Regions from separate parts of the Mus musculus genome. Here region 1 is linked to region 2. The links are chromatin contacts, called in public promoter capture Hi-C maps. All regions are on one chromosome and are shown on one strand. Each heading gives the region's core, a stretch centred on a gene start, on an enhancer-like site or on the middle of the called end of the contact. The rest is flanking DNA. Distances are from core to core; before and after follow the strand shown.

Region 1 (3,516 bases), core at 287-2,786, about 11 Mb after region 2:
TGGGTTCTTGGAAAGAAAACTCTTTTACCCTCTCATGCAGTGCCAAGGCTTAGAAACCCCCGCTTGTGGGTTTTTTTTTTTTCCTTTATCCATCCCTTCACCTAGTGCTGGGGGTCACTCTCCTTCCTGTCCCATCGGGAAGGTCTGTGGCCCAAGTTCAAAGTAGGACAAGGATGTTCGTGTGCTTGCTTCCGAGTTGTGGTGCCTGGTGGTCTCTTCGGGGTTTCTGCCATCTGGGCACAACACTCTGTATAGACTCACCTCTAATAAAAGTTAATCCCAGGTGTACGACCCACACATCCTCCAGCGTCAGCCAATCTTAGTCACTTATGGCTTCCAGCACTGCTTTTTGGGAAGTCAGGGCTGCAGGGAAACCAAAAATTGTAAAATTATAAAATTCCCTACATTACATCTCACAGTTCCTGCCCCAGTACCTGCTGCAAGCAGCCAGCTCCTTCCTCTAAAGGTCATAGATGGGTCACAACTGTGACGGCCAAGAACTGGATGAAGTATTACTATGGTCTCTCCATGAGACCTGCATGCCAGGCAGTTTTGAGTGTTTCACCATCCTTTTTTTTTTTTTTTTCTCTCCAAGTATGCTACTAGGAAGGTCTAATGTCTGTCTTTTGCAGAACACCCAAGATATGCACAGAGAGATCTGCTAGTGCGGCAGGGGCAGAAGCAGAGCCGACTAGGGGGTGGAGAAGGTGGGCGCCGCGGGAGCAGGGAGGGAGCTGCAGAAGGGGAGCGGTGGCCGCAGGCGGAGAGGGGGGCTGCAGGAGGGAGGTGGCTGCAGGAGTGAGGGGGACTACAGGAAGGGAGAGGGGGCTTCAGAGAGGAAAAGAGGGCTGCAGGGAGGGAGGGGGGTAACGAGGGGAGAGGGAAACTGCAGAAGGGGAGGGCTGCTGCAGGCGGGAGGGCTGCTGCGGGCCGGAAGAGGGGGTCTGAGGGCAGGGAGAGTGGGTTGCAAGAAAGGGCTGCAGGACCAGAGAAGGAGATTGAAGGCAGGAGAGGGCTGCGGGCAGGAGGGGAGGGGAGCTGCGGAATGGGAGAGAGAGGGCTGCAGGCAGGGAGAGGGGGCTGCGGGGACGGGGCGGGGCGGGGGCACTGCAGAAGCCGCTCGCGCCGAGGGCCTGCAGGCACCAGGACGCTCCCTCCGGAGCTCGCCGCTGCTCCTTACCTTTCAAACCTCGCTCCTTCCTTTTCACCCGAGACGCAATTGCTGTCGATCTCAGAAGCATCTAGCGGGTCATTCTGGAGGTTCCTGGCTAAAATAACTCAAATCCAGGGGGACAGATGGCTACAGGCTAGCCTGAAGCCGACGAGTTCCCAGAATTCCGCGTGGAGAAACCGTGCGTGACGCTCGGCTCCCTCAGTGGTAACGGAAGTGAGGATGCAGAGGCGCGGGTGGCCGGTCCCGAAGCTAGGGGAGGAGCACCATCCTCCCGTATTGGATTTCCCTGTTGTTTTTCATTTCCCATACTCCCTAAGAAAGTCTTGGACAGCAACGTCTTTACATTGGAGGATGTCTGCCTTAGGACGTATAGGCTTTGGCGCTGGAGAGATGACGTGGTGCGGAGAGCGCTACTAACTGCGGAGCTCAAAACCGTAGTTGCTCCAGCTCCGGAGGACCCGTCGCTCTCTCGTGGCGTCCTCGAGCACTGCATGTACAAGGTACACAGACAAAACATGCAGAGAAAACATCCATAAATAAATAAATAAATAAATAAATAAGTGAGTGAATAAATAAACTTTCCAAAATACTAAAATAAATAAATAAATAAAATAAATCATTTATTGGTGTGTTCATGCATGCGTGGGGAGCGTGCGTGCATGTTATGTGAGACCCCCGAAACTGGGGAGACCTCCGCTCAAGTCCCGGGATGAGCTGGCACCCCAATAAAACCACACCTGATGCAAAACCACAAGAGGCTTTATTGTCAGCTAGCTGAGGACCGCGCAGGGCAGGGGAGTTCGGCCCCCAGAGGTAACAGTAGGGGGGGGGTCTTTTAAAGGAAAAGTGAGGAATTGGGAGGAGTTGGGAGGAGAGTTGGCAACAGTTCTTCTCTGGCGAGGTGGGGGAGTGAGCTATAGCTCCTCTCCTGTGTCTATCTCCGTGTCCTTGGCACAGGGAGCCAAGCAAGGGCCTGGCTAGGTCTTCCTACAATTATCGCATCTCTGGTTGTAAGGCACAGAAAAAAAAAAAAAAAAAAAAAAAAAAAGCTTTTTGCTGGCTATAGAGAACAAAGAGCTTCTTTCTGGCTGTATCCCCAGAGATCGGGGAAAACGGGCTTGGGGGAACGCTCGGGGTCTCACAGTTACAGCGCAAATGAGGAAGTCATAGGACAGCGTACAGGAGTAAATCTCCTTGCAGTCACTATGTGGGTGCAGGGGACCCAACTCAGGTTGTCAGGCTGGGCAACAGGAGTGTTTACCTGCTGAGCCACCTTGCCAGCCCTTGAAAACTCATAAACCCCAGCACAAGAGCCAACTTTTTAAAAGGAGTGAAGATTCAAACATGGTTCAGCAATTTCAATAGAAATAAGAGTAGCAAACATGGACATGTTTATCTTTAGAATTTTTTTTAAAGAAATGGATATAGGCAAATTACCTTGTGGGGGGAAAATGATAACATGTGAGAACTGAACTATCGCATGTTGATGGCAAGAATACAAAGCGGACAGCTGTGTATTTTTTAAAGTTGCTCTTAGAAAAGTTAAATATATTACCATTGATCAACGTAGTAGTAATTCTAGATGTAAATGGCTGGCTGTTTCACAGCATAACCCATTCTCTTAACTCCCTCCTTCCAGTTTCCAGCCCAGGCCCCTTCAAACATTTCTCCCGGCCACTCCTCCCTCAGTTTTCCAACAGCGTAAACAGTCCTTCTCCGGCTTTCCCCATTCTAACCGCTCCAAGCTATAACATCGGCTCTGCCTGTCTACTCAGCTCAGCTTCTCCTGGCTCAGCTGTCTCAGAGTTCCTTCTGTCCCTACTGCCTTCTCCTCTACCCCGCCCCTTCGCTTCTACTAGCTCCGCCCCGGCCCCGCCCCCGGCCCCTTCTCCGCCAAAACTGGCTTTGTTCTCCTTGGTCTCCTGAAGTTTCTCAGTCCCTGCTTCTTTACAAGAAATGATGGAAGCTGTTGCCTATACAGTGAGAGCTTGCCTTTATTTCATTAGCTTGTTTCTCATCATTTTCTTTTCAATCAACTGAGCTCCGTGTTTATTTCACTGACTTTAGACTCAAGTTGGAGATAGTTACTGTGGCCCATAGCTGACTCAGAAACCACTTTTGGCATAAAAATAGATTGATTATTTTAAATATGCAATTCCTTTTTCTTGCTTTCTAATTCTTTTGGAATTTTTTTAAAGATTTACTTATTTTATGTATGTGAGTACACTGTCGCTGTAGCTGTCTTCAGACACACCAGAAGAGGGCACCGGATCCCATTACAGGTGGTTATGAGCCACCGTGTGGTTGCTGGGAATTGAACTCAGGACCTCTGGAAGAGCAGC
Region 2 (3,569 bases), core at 919-3,418:
GCATGAATTTATGAGCACCACCTGTATACAGGTGCCCTTGGAGGCCTGAAGGTATTGGATCCCTTGACACTAGAATTATAGGCAGTTGTGAGAAGGCTGGTGTGAATGAAACCTGGGTCTTCTGCAAGGTCAGTAAGTGTTGGGACATTTCTCCAGCCCCTAGTTTTGTTTTGTTTTGTTTTGTTTTGTTTGGCCTCATATTTAGCCCTGGCTGGCCTGGAAATCTTTTGTAGATCAGTCTGGCCTTGAACTCACAAAGACTATCAGCCTGTCCCTGGAGTATTGGGATTTAAGGCTCATACCACCTCAACCAGCCTTTTCTTTCCTTTAAAGAAATTTCTTTCTCTCGTGTGCGAACGAGTGTAGGTGCCTGTGTGCTGTGGCACTCAGTAGAAGGTAGAGGACAACTGGAATGAGTCCATTCTCTTCCATCTGGGGACGGAAACAGGGTGGCAGGCTTGGTGACAAGTGCCTTTAACTTGCTGGACCATCTTACTGGTCACTTTCTTCTCTTGGATTCAGGGCCCCATGTATTTATTCCAGGCTGCTTTTGAACTCACTGTACACTAAAAAATGACTTTGAATTAATTGTCCTTAGTCTTTCTGCAAAGTTCTGGGATTACAAGCATGTACTACCACACCTGGCTTCTTCTGGTGTGTGCGCGGAGACAGGGAGGTGGGGGGGACAGACTCACTCTATAGTCTAGGCTGGCCTTAAATTTGTGACAAATCTCCTGGTGTAGCTTTCTAAGTTCTGTAATCATTGTCTCTTGTCGCCCAGGCTGATCTCAAATTCACACTATAGCTACAGCTGCTCGTGAAAGAAGCTCTGGTCCTTCTGCCTCTGCCTCCTGAGTACTGGGATAGTAGCTGCTACCACAGCCAGCTCTCAACCCACGCTGTTTGAGAACCCACTGTACTTAGGGGCTGCATTAGCCCACCCTTAACAAGAGACCCAAGGAACTTCTATATAGAGACAAGCATACATAGAACTAAGGAACCCAACACAGGAGAAATGAGAATCCTGAAAGAAGATCCCTCACATGCTGCAGAATAGAGAAAAACCTTTTCCTGTCCTCCAATAACAGGGCCAGTCTTCACTGAGACTGCCCTGCCTTTCCAAAATCTCACATATCACTTAGATTGGCCCCAAGGAAATAAAGAATCAATATTGTGATGTGTGGAAAAGAGGGAAGAACAGGTGTCCTAAGGACAAGCAGCCAAGCATAGAAACTAGTTGATGTGCAAGGGTCTGAAATAAGAGCTCGCAACATTGACCTTCACTCTTTCCAAGACTGAGATAGGGGAATAGAAAGAGAGGCCGAAACCCAACTCTGTCTCTGCAGCTGGCCACACAGAGGGAAACTGCCTGAGCATGTTATCTCCGTATGTGATCGCGGTTGGTGTGGAAGTTGCTATGTAGTCTAGGATGGCCTTAAGTTTACAATGATCCTCCTGCCTCTCTCTCTTCTGAGTGCTGAGATTAAAGGTATGCGCCATCATGGATCTGATCTAAGGCTTTTCTGTCTATTTATTTCCCATGCGCATTGGCATTGGTGTTTTGCTTGCGTGTATGTCTGAAAGTGTTGGGTCCTCTGGAACTGGAATTACAGATAGTTGTGAGCTGCCTTGTGGTGATTTGAGCCCGGATCTGCTGGAAGAACAGTCAATGATCTTAACCGTTGAATTGCCCTGGAACTCTCTTTGTAGACCATGCTGGCCTTGAAATCAGAGATCTTGCCTCTGCCTCCCAAGTGCTGAGGCTACAGGTGTGTGCCACCACGCCCACTGCTGCCGTCTCTTTAGAAGGGATTCCCCATACGTTTTTTCTTTTGTGCTCCCAGCTTGTGTCGCCTGCCTCCCGAAATCTCCAAGTTTCCACTTCTGAATCTTCAGGTTTTGGTCCTGGGCCGCTTGCCCAGAGCGGGGACCTACCCAGGAGTCTCTGTTAGTGCTCAGGCCTGGCTGAAACCGGACGGTGGTGGTAAACTTCACTTTCCAGCTAAGGCTGGGAGGTAGGGAGAAAAGATGCTTTGGATACCCGCCATGGATACCAGGAAGGCACCCTCCTGTCATTCAGGCAAGTCAGCAGGAACTACGTTTACCCGAGCATCCGTGCTGTGCATTGGGCCAACGCGGATAGGAGAGGCGGGGCTTCCGGCGGTCTGGGTTGTCACTTTGCAGACTGGCTTAAGGCCACACGGGTGATCCCGATTGGTGCACGAAAGGCCTGGCCGACTCTGCAAATCTCGAGGAGGTTCTGGGGACCCAAGACTAGAGCAAATAAGGATAGTACTCGCAGTTGCCCGATTCTAACCTTGGCTCGGTACACGTCGGCACTGCAAGCCCGCAGCTCTGCCTCCAAGCCTCAGTATTCCCTGTTGGCTCATAGGCTGCAGCGGAGACCGTTAGGGTTGTGCCGAAGCCACGAACTCTCCATCCCCCAGCCGCAGCCCGCCAGGAGTCCTCTGGGCGTACAACGCCCTTTTCTGACCGGGAAACTGAGGCCCAGGCGGGCTGCGCGAGGCCGTGGGCGGGGACGGGCTATGCCCAGGTCTCTCGCCCGTCATGCCCCGCCCCCACTGCAGATTCCGGCGGCGGCAACCTGGCCGCTGACAAATCCACCGCGGGTGAGTGTAGGAATCTTTCCAAGGACCCACCAGGTGTCCTGGCTTGCCCTCTTACTGTACTGTGGGGAGGGACCCAGTTGCTTCCAACATCATAGTCCAGGTGAGTGAGGCGTGCGGGTGTGGAAGCCTCACTTGTGACAGCCAAGTGGGTAAGGTCTGGGGAAAAGTTAAAGGAAAGCACCCACATGTGCAAACGCCAAGGTGAGACTTTTATATTTTGAAGTCTCTCTCTCTCTCTCTCTCTCTCTCTCTCTCTCTCTCTCTCTCTCTCTCTCTCTCTCTCTCTCTCTCTCTCTCTCGCGCGGCTGGCCGCTAATTAGATATGCAGCCAAGAAATGGCCTTGCCCTTCTGGTCCCTCTGCTTCTGCTTCCATAGTGCTAGGTTTTCAGGCATGCTTGAGCACACACAGTTTATTCCGTACTGGGGATGGACCCCAAGACCTTGTGCATACCATGCAAACACTACAAACTTTCATCCCAGCCTGGTATTTAGCAATTTAGACGTGGAATAACCAAGGAAGGGAGGTCTTGTGTGTCTGAAACAGCAGGCAGAGGAATTGGGACTCTGTCCCAGAGGCATCGGAAGACAGAGTGCTTTAAACACAGACTGGACAGTTCCCAGTTAAGATTTTTAAGAGTGATTTTTAAAATTTTTATGTGTACTTTTGTGGGTCTATGCATATGAGTGTTGGTTCCCGGGGAACTTTGTTGTAGGCACTTGTGAGTCATCTAATGTGGACACTGGGAGCTGAATTCATGCCCTTTGAAAGAGCAGCACATACTCTTAACCGCTGAGCCATCTCTCTAGCCCCAGGCTTTGGGGTTTTGTTTTGAAAGACAATCTCACTGTGTAAATCTAGCTGGTCTGCAACTTGGTATGTAGGACCCTTGAGACAGGGTCCCACTATGTAACCATGGCTGTGCTGGAAATGTACAATT

Evidence for each region. Promoter capture Hi-C pulls out the DNA fragments that hold promoters and counts their contacts.
Region 1: a promoter capture Hi-C map of the HPC-7 cell line shows a contact between it and region 2. The contact joins the promoter of Zfp61 here to the promoter of Zfp324 in region 2. A contact is called at or near these places in 4 of 39 promoter capture datasets (the HPC-7 cell line, cranial neural crest, frontonasal cranial neural crest and 1 more) and 1 of 9 other capture datasets (pancreatic islet).

The regions. Positions count from the first base shown.
Region 1 is chr7:24,298,013-24,301,528 of GRCm38.p6, forward strand. Zfp61 (zinc finger protein 61) reads right to left here and starts at 1,537. Exons shown (of 7, transcript NM_009561.2): 1 at 1,181-1,537; 2 at 262-363.
Region 2 is chr7:12,963,670-12,967,238 of GRCm38.p6, forward strand. It overlaps Zfp324 (zinc finger protein 324), which reads left to right and starts at 2,169. Exons shown (of 4, transcript NM_178732.4): 1 at 2,169-2,630. The coding sequence starts at 2,547.